2 separate regions of the Mus musculus genome follow, and region 1 is linked to region 2. Evidence: chromatin contacts called from public promoter capture Hi-C data. All regions are on one chromosome and are shown on one strand. Each heading gives the region's core, a stretch centred on a gene start, on an enhancer-like site or on the middle of the called end of the contact. The rest is flanking DNA. Distances are from core to core; before and after follow the strand shown.

Region 1 (5,046 bases), core at 1,160-3,659, 560 kb after region 2:
CAGGCTGACAGAGTACTGCAGAGTCGGGGTCCAACATGGGCTGCCCTTGCTCTTCTCCCACACTGGTGTCTGGTGAAGGCATTTAGCTGCTGAGTCCTGGGTCACTTCTGGCCTCTCCCACAGTCATTCACGTAGTTTCTCAAGGTGCTGGGAAGAGATTTATTACGTTTGTTTTTTCATCATTCCTGGCTATCAGGGTCCTCGATCCCAGCACCTCAGCATCTTAGTTTGCTATTATATGTGTATTTTCAAAATGATGGATTAATATTTTTGTTAGCATTCAAAGTAAGGGTTTTCATGATGACATTTTCATACATGCATGCATGTATATGTATATATATGTATATATATGTATATGTGTATATATATGTATATATATTTGTACTTTGCTCACATTTCTCTCCATTTTCTATATCTCTTTTCTCTGTTGCTTTATGATCCTCTTCACCCAGACAGTCCCCTGCTTTTATGTCCCCCCTACACACACACACACACACACACACACACAGACACACACACACACACACAGCATTTGTTCTGCATATAAGTGAACCCGATGCTTCCTTCCTCTTTGCCCATCACCCTCTTCCATCCCTTCCTCTTCCTCTGACCTCCACCCTCCTCGTATTTCCCTTATGTGCACGTGTGTACATCCAGATATATTTCTACTTGCATCCAGAGTCTGCCTTTTCTAAATTTAGTGTGTGCGTGCACATGTGTGCTACATGCATGTGGTGGAGGTCAGAGAGGAAGTTTAGGAAATGGGTTCTTTGCCTTCCACTTTGTTGAGGGGAGAGTTTGTCTTGTTTCTGCCACAGCCCTGTGTAGTCCAGGCTGCCTGGTCTGTGAACTTCCGGGTCTGGCTGATTCTCTCATCTCTGCCTGGCATCTTGTGGTGAGAGTGCTGGGATTACAGATGTGTGCCACTGCATCCAGCTGTGTCTCTGTGTGTGGTCTGGCCACTGGGCTCAGGTCAGTAGGCTGGGAGTGACCTATTGCTTTGGTTGTTTTAAACTAATTTTGTTTACTGGGCTTAAAAGGTAGCTCAGAGGTTAAGAGTTGTTTAGAATTTGATTTCCAGCACCAAGACCAGAAGGCTCACAACTACCCGCAATTCCACACTCAGGGCACACAACACCTTCATCTGATCTCTACAGGCACCTGCACTGAGGGGTGCATACCTCTCCCACATATACTCATAATTAAAATAATGAGTCTTAAGAATCGTTCGTATTTATTTTTGACAGTTTCCTCAATGTCTATCATAAATTTTAGTCCTTTTTACACTCTTCCCTGTCTCATCCCCTTCCTTTTCCTGTTGAACCCCCCCCCCCACTTTCCAACAAGCCCCCATCCTACTTTGATGCCCCCCCCCCCCCGTGTGTGTGTGTGTTTGACTTACTGAATCCAATTAAGATTCCTTGTATGGGTGAGAGGTTATTTGGAGCATGTGTGGTTTATCAATGGCTTCTCCACTGAAGAAACCACCCCCACCCCCCACCCCTGTCATGGACTGCGGATATGCTCTGTGGAGAGCCGAAGATACAAGGAGCTCCTCTCTAATCCATGATAAAACGCTGGCAGGCTGAACCTTGTACAGTCCTTGTGGCTCTCGGAGTTTCCTGTCAAGACTATTGGTGACTTTTCGAGCCTATCGTGAAGGAACTTCCCGTCCAGTTCTATCTCCCCATTTACATTGCTCTGGGTCCCGATGTAGCTGATATTTAAATCAGGCCCACGATGCTGTGATGGTATACCGTACAAGGCTCCAGTCTCAGCACAGGGCTGAGCCCTGAACACCTTCAAACATCAACAGTTAGTGACCGAGGCACCCGCCTTAGACCAGCTGAACCTATTATTAGTGAATGGAAGAAGACACAGCCAGCGGACCTTGTATGCTATCCCGAGGGCCTGTCAAGGCCTCTTTCACACTGTCTCCACCAGTCCCAGGCACGGTGGCTTCAGTTTGGAGGGAGCGGTGGAGAGCAGTGTATGTCGAGAGAAACACTGCCCCCTGGCTGCCATCCTGGTCTCTGGACGCTGGGTACTTTCATCTGAAAACCTCAAGCCAAAAGAAACTCAGGTTGATTGTTTCCAGGAGGCAAAAAAAGTGTCCCAAGATGGCTTGTTAGACATGAAAGTGGCCGGCGACTTCTAACTTGCAGATTTTCTTGCTAACAAAATATGATAAAGTTATGTCTCACTGGGGACACAGCTACATATTCATGAAAAAGAAACGGACTGGCAAAAATCCTCTAGCACAGTCTTAGTCATGCTTTCCGTGGGTGGTGGGGTCCTGACGAACTGGTTCTTACACACCCCGTTCTGCTGTCCAGATTTCTGACAATTGAGTATGTATTACGTCACAATGAGAACCCTGAATCCCGCCAACACATTTGCTTACCGAGCGGCAGACGCTGGAATGAACACCAGATGGGGAGGTCTGTGTGAATTTTTGCCACTGTCTCCTTCCCATCCTAGTTGTCCCAAATGAGAGGCCCGTGGGTCTGCCAGAGGAGAGTTCTGTATGGTACAAAGGCTTGGGGGGAATCTGTTCCCTGTCTTTCTACAAAGATGCTCGTCACAGCCCATCCCTGCCAAAGGCTGTCCCTGGGACACATATGATGGTTTCCAGTACTACCCTCGGGTTTGATGATTCCCTAGAGGGACTCTCAGGATCTAGCAAGGCTGTTGTCTTCACAGATATGGTTTGTACAGCGAAAGGATACAGATTAATAGGCATGTATCAATAACTACTATACGGGGTCACTCGTGTGTGTGTGTGTGTGTGTGTGTGTGTGTGTGTGTGTGCATAAGTGATTGATGCTTAGAGTCTTTTGAGGGAAGATGGATGGCCAGGAAGGCAAAGCGTCTAGAAATCATGTCATATGAAGGATATGACAGTATTTAATATGGAAGCAAGAAGGCCCACCTTACACTGCCTGTGTTTGATGGGTTGCCATGGAGAAGCAGAAGCAGACACATGAGGTCTAGTTCTAGAGGAGATGAGGAGATCCAATAAGGAAGGAGCAGGAGGCTGGAGCCTGCAGAGGTGACAGGAGCTCTCTAAGAATTACAAGTGCCCAATGGCAGATCCAGACTTCTAGACTGTTCAGTCCTTGACACTATGAGTGAGAAGATATGGCCCTTTGCAGGTTCACTGGGATGATCTCAGAGGTGCGTGGGAGCTTGGCTGACAGTGGCTCTACAGCTCTCTCTTCTAGTGTGTGCCTTGCTCATTTCTCTTGCTAGCATCCGGTAGGATGCACCATTCACAGCAGGCCTTGGGAGTACTTGGTAGTATTGCACCTTTGAAGGGGTTGCTAATCCCGTGGAATGTAGGAAGCAAAGGCCTCTTAGCCTCTACCTTGTTATCTCCCTAGATTGAAACCTCAGCTTGCCCTAGCCAGTGTTTCTTTTTAGGATGATTAAAGTCTTTGGCTCCGTCTGAACCCATTCATTTTAACTATTCCATTTCCCAAGAATATCATCTCATTACTTTTTCAATGACTCAATATTTTCAGCACAAGTGAACGAGTCCAGAAAGTCATTTCAGCCATTGATTATTTTTGGTAACCTTCTGATCTATTCTGAATCTCTCTTCTTTTAATTCTCATTTATGCCCTCCTGTCTCGTCATCTGTTCAGAGCTGAAAATAGTAACTTGGCTTGACCTTATTATCTACCGTTTAAGATTTTATGGTCTTTGGTTAAATCTCATCTTAATAAGTGTTCCTAGGCTGTAGATTATAGTTTTTCCATTCCTTCCTTAAAGGCTGCCCTTTGCAGCTCAAGTCTGTTATCACAGCACCAACTTCTCTGCCCTTCCCCAAATATGCCAACGTCTCACTTCATCTTTGTCATAAGCACTGACCTCAGAGCCAGCTTAGAAGGATATACCCGTGCTCCTAATGACCACGCCTCCTGCAGCTTTGAACCGTCTCCCAGTTCTGTTTGTGAATATATCGCAAATCCTGCTTGTGCAGGATCTGAAGTGTCACTGGGTGGGAAGGGAAACAAATGAAGTGGTAGCAGCCAAGCCTGCATTTAGCAATTTAGGAGTCAATATTTATGTGGGAGAAGAAACAGGACAACAGGAGAACGCTGGATATCTTTTCGGTCCATAGATATTAAAAACATACTTATTTTATGTTTAAATTTTGATAGAGGTACATATTGTATGTTGAACATATTCACCTTCCTCCAAGAATTCTTCCAGTGAGCCTTGACTGGCTGTCTAAGTGCACTGACTCTGGGTGATTTGAGATTTCTCTGTTTCAAGCTAGGTGCTGCCATTGCTTTCATGTGGCAGGATTTCCAGCCCCTCACCTTTCTGGGCATCTCCCTTCAAAGGTCTCTGAATGTCAATCATGTTCACAAAGCCCTTAGTGGAATGCTCTAGGCTGAACCTGTTTCTTCAAATGGAGCTGAGGAGGGTCAGCTGCTGGGACTTAAGACTTAAGAACACACAGGAAGGAAGTCACAGAACCTGAGGCAATCTGCAGCCTTTGAGAAGCCAGGATCTGGGGGGAATGAAGTCGTTTTGCTTCTTGGAGGTGGGGAGGACACAAAAGAGATACAAAGTTATTTTCATCCACCTTCTTGGGATGCCTCTGTCCCTGAGGAATCTGGGTGCCTTTAGTTCTTCTGCAGTCTGTCACTGAGTCCTGCCTGGGCACAGGTGCTCAAATCCATCGTCTTCAAAGCCCTCAGAGCTTGACTTGTTAGTAGATTTAATCCGAGAAGCAGCTTTGGCTCTATAGATAGCACTTCCATCATGGCGGAAGCCCTCTTCTGTGACCTTCAAGTCCTTTTCAGCCGTAGGACCCAGTTCACCTCCTGGGCAGAGCCATCTCTGATCAGCCTGTTGGACTCTAGCTCGGTTTAAACTACAGGGGGTTGACCTGAAGTGCCTTGGGCATTAGAAAGTTGAAAACTGTGACCCTTCAATACAGATCCTCATGTTGTGGTGACTCCCCCCAAACCATAATATTACTTTTGTTTCTACTTCCTAACTGTAATTTGCTACTGTTTGGACTCATAATGT
Region 2 (4,338 bases), core at 681-3,180:
ATAAATCTAACTTTTATGTACACAAAAGATGATTTTCCACAAATGGCCATTAAACAAATCATATGATCTACATATAGTATGTTCTACAGGATATAGGGGATGAGTTTATTTTGGGATATAAGTGTAGCCAGGCGTGGTGGCACACACCTTTAGTCCCAGCACTCGGGAGGCAGAGGCAGACAGATTTCTGAGTTCGAGGCTAGCCTGGTCTGGTCTACAAAGTGAGTTCCAGGACAGCCAGGGCTACACAGAGAAACCTGTCTCAAAAAAAAAAAAGGGGCTGGTGAGATGGCTCAGTGGGTAAGAGCACCCGACTGCTCTTCCGAAGGTCCGGAGTTCAAATCCCAGCAACCACATGGTGGCTCACAACCATCTGTAACAAGATCTGATGCCCTCTTCTGGAGTGTCTGAAGACAACTACAGTGTACTTACATCTAATAAATAAATAAATCTTTAAAAAAAAAAAAAAAAAAAAAAAGAGAAGAAAAGAAAAAGAAAGAAAGAAAAAGAAAAAAAAAAGGCTATTGCAGTAGAGTATCTCCTGCTATTTTTGCCTACAGAAGACCACAGAATACCCAAATAAATTTTGTTAAGCGCCCAATTTTCCACATTAATGTATTATACATATTTTTACAAAAATCTAGTTTGAACCTGGGGATGTACCTCAGGAGTTAAACCGTCCTTGTTCTTTCAGAAGACACAGATTCCATACCAGCACCCAACTGGGGAGCTCAATACAGTCCATAGTTCCAGTTCTGGCTGATCCCACAGCCTTTGAAGACACCAGGCACGAACATGGTGCACTTACATACATGCAGGTAAAACACTGCTATACCTAAAATTAAAAAAAAAAAAAAAAGTCTGTTTAAAAGCTGCCTTTTCTCTAAAAAGCAAGCACGTGTAACTGCTATTTTCTCACAAGAAAATATAATCTACTAACATAATTCACAGCAGTAGAATAACAAGACTATAACTTAGGTTTTTTTTGTTTGTTTTGTTTTTTCGAGACAGGGTTTCTCTGTAGCCCTTGCTGTCCTGGAACTCACTTTGTAGATCAGGCTGGCCTCGAACTCAGAAATCTGCTTGCCTCTGCCTCCTGAGTGCTGGGATCAAAGGCGTGCGCCAACACGCCCGGCTATAACTTAGTTCTTAAAATGTCATTTTTATAACTAGCTACAAAACTCACCACACAAAATCTATAATTAAGGAGTTTTTCTACTTTGAATTTAAAAGCTCCCAGTGGCAAAATTCAGTCTTGTCCAGATATTCATGTCAGCCATTGAATTTTATGTCTCTGTCCCTGTCTTTGTCCCCCTCCCCTCCCTTCAGACTGACTTGGGCCATCGAGATGGGTCAGTGGAGAAACTAACTTGCCATCACACCAGAAAACCTAAGTGTGATCACGGGACTCACATAATGGAAGGAGAGAACCCACTTCCGAAAGGTCCTTTTTGTTTCTTCACCATGCTGCACGCGCACACACGCACAATTTTAAATTAAAAAAAAAAAAAAGAAAAGGAAAGAAAAACAAGTGAGCCATGAAAAGGGATGACCTAGCAAGCAAATTTCGTGTTATAGCCTTAAGATTAGCAGCTCGGTAATGTACAACTGTAAATAAAGCCATTTAATCACCAACAGATCCTGATCTTAAGGGTTCTCCCTATACTGGGCATTATATATATAGGTAAATTATCCGTCTGCATCTTATACTTCTCACGCAGCCACCTTAATTACAATCACAAAAGCCTCTCGTTGGCTCTCGGAACCACGCTAAGAGGTGGCGCAGCAGGTGACCGAGGTGACCCACACAGCCGCTCCAAGCTGGGGTCCGGCAGCTCACAAAGTCTCCCCGGGTCGCCCGCGCTCTCCCGCCCCACCTTCTCACGACAGCGCGTGGCGTGCACTTCCTAGCCCAGCCGCAGACGCTCAGCAGCCGTAAAACGGACCTCTGCGTCATCTTCGGGCGCCCGTGACGTCACTCCAGCGTCGGGGGGCGGGCTCTCGCCTACGGGGCTCCGCCCAGACGTGGCGCACAGGTCTCCGCCGCGTTTGGCCCAACGGGTTTGGTCCGTGCGGATTCAGCCCTGCCGCTGAAGGTGACGCTTCAGGCAACATGCCTGTGCGTCTGCGTGAATTTGAGTGTTCCGTGTGCCTGCAGGGGCCGATGATTCCCTGGAGCATAGTCCCAGGTGGTTGTGAGCCACCACATGGGTGCTGGAGACCTAGAAGGGACCTCTGGATGGCCAGTGAGCTTCCTTGACAGCAGAGCCATATCTCCGAGACCCGGAGTCTCCTCGTTCCTTAAAGTGCGGGTAGAAATATCCCAAAGGCTGAAGTGAAGTAATCACCGCCTAATTGGCGAGTAAATTTGGCTTATCCCCTCCACACCTTCTGGGAACATACTCAAGATTGGTTGCGACCGTCATGGCAGCGGTGAAGTATGCCAGGGAAGCCCCCTGTCAGAATGAAACTCCTAACTGGCGTTTGCAGCTATTTACAACACTTCCCTATGAGGAAACCCAGGCCTGTCTGAGGTCAACAGCAGTCCCTAAAGCCACTGTATGCCTGGATGTGTGTTTTTCCGATGGCACAATTATTACAATAAATGGGAAGGGTCACCACTGTGGTGAGTTACTGTGCCCTCGCAGAGAGGAAAGATGGGATTTTTGTCTTGGTTCCTGTTGGGGGGAGAGGTGGAAGTGGCTAAGCACTATCTACATACAGTGCCTTAAAAAACAAAGGAGTGTGTCCTTATCTGCTGGAAAACAGAAGCTTGTAAGGGTCCATGAAGAATGACACCCTGGACTCAAATAGTATGTAAACACAAAGTGTGTTTTATTCTGTAGCTCAGCATGGTGGGGTCGTCCCCATTACAAAGACACAGAGTAAAAGCAAATGAGCTCGCAGGCTCCATTGAAAGCACATTGGAATTCCAGGGTAGGAGAGCTTTATCTTACTTATCTCTAGGCATTGTTACTGGGAAGTCTAGAAATCTTTGTAGAGGAAGTCTGGAAACTGTTGCTGACCCATTGTCCTTACCTCAGGCTAGGTGGCCAGGCAGTCTCAGATATCAGGGCAGTTCTGACTAACTGCCTGAAGCCTTTTTTTTTCTTCTTCTTCTAGTAACTGATTTGCCTGACCTTAGGCCTAGTCTCCTAAACTGCTAATTTGAAGCCTGTCATGGAATCAGATCTGCCTTCTCATCTGTCCCTCCAAACAGTGCAGGAAATACCTGTTTGAAAACCACATTTTCCTGTGTACTATGGGCCTCGCCAAACACCTTTTTAAGTGTTGTATTTGTTCTCTTAGCTTTCTATTGCTGTGATAAAACATGACCAAAAGCAACTTGGGGGAACCAAGATTTATCAAAGCACTATCACTATCACAAGTCAGGACAGGAACTCAAGGCCTGAATCAGAGACTGGAATAATGGTGGTTACTGGTTTGCTTAGCTTGCTTTTCTTTCTTTCCTTTTTAAAAATTGTTTTATGTGTATAGGTCTTTTAAGTGCATGTTTATGCAACACATGGTGCCTGGAGCAAGGCCACAAAATGATCTTACTAGGTTGTCTAGAACCAGAGTTAATTGTTGAGTCACCCTGTGGATACTGAGAATTAAACCTGGGCCCTCTGGAAGAGCAGCCCACCTGCCCAGGGGTGTCATTGCCCACATCAGTCATGCAGCAAGAAGAATGCCCAATGCGACGAAGTGTTTTCTCAGTTGAGGTTCCCTCTTTCCGCATGACTCTAGCTTGGGTCAGGCTGACAAAGAACTAGCCAGCACACTTGACTTTTCTCTCTCTAGAAAGAACACCGTCTTTTTTTTTAAAAAAAAAAGATTTATTTATTATTATATCTAAGTACACTGTAGCTGTCTTCAGACACACCAGATCAGGGCATCAGATCTCATTACAGATGGTAGTGAGCCACCATGTGGTTTCTGGGATTTGAACTCAGGATCTTCAGAAGAGCAGTCCGTGCTCTTAACCACTAAGCCAACTATCTAGCCCAGCCAGAACACCGTCTTTTACCTGCCCAGTGGACCTCTCCTTTTAGCCTCCTGTTCAACTCGATGCTCTGTTGTTCCAGTCTCTGGTCAACGACATCAGAACGGCCTGGGCTGATTTTAAAGGGGAATCCCAATTCCTTATCCCTGTAGGCGGTCAAGCTTTTCCAGTCAGGGCCTGAAATTTACACTTTAAAAAGATTTTCATTGTGAACTGCTTTTTCCAATACTTTCAGTATGTCACGGCTTTATTTAAGGAATTCTTTAACTCGTTAACCCAACCCATAACACCTCATCCTTCAGATGTCTGATTCCAGCGTAGTTTGATTTTCT

The links. Capture Hi-C pulls out chosen DNA fragments and counts their contacts.
Region 1: a contact with region 2 is called in a promoter capture Hi-C map of liver, with 2.7 times the contacts expected there. The contact joins the promoter of 1700017L05Rik here to the promoter of Aasdh in region 2. A contact is called at or near these places in 2 of 484 Hi-C or Micro-C datasets (CD4 T cells and muscle stem cells) and 2 of 9 other capture datasets (adipose tissue and liver).

What each region holds. Positions count from the first base shown.
Region 1 is chr5:77,463,079-77,468,124 of GRCm38.p6, forward strand. 1700017L05Rik (RIKEN cDNA 1700017L05 gene) reads left to right here and starts at 2,410. Exons shown (of 2, transcript NR_131050.1): 1 at 2,410-2,739.
Region 2 is chr5:76,903,546-76,907,883 of GRCm38.p6, forward strand. Aasdh (aminoadipate-semialdehyde dehydrogenase) reads right to left here and starts at 1,931. Exons shown (of 16, transcript NM_173765.4): 1 at 1,878-1,931; 2 at 664-835.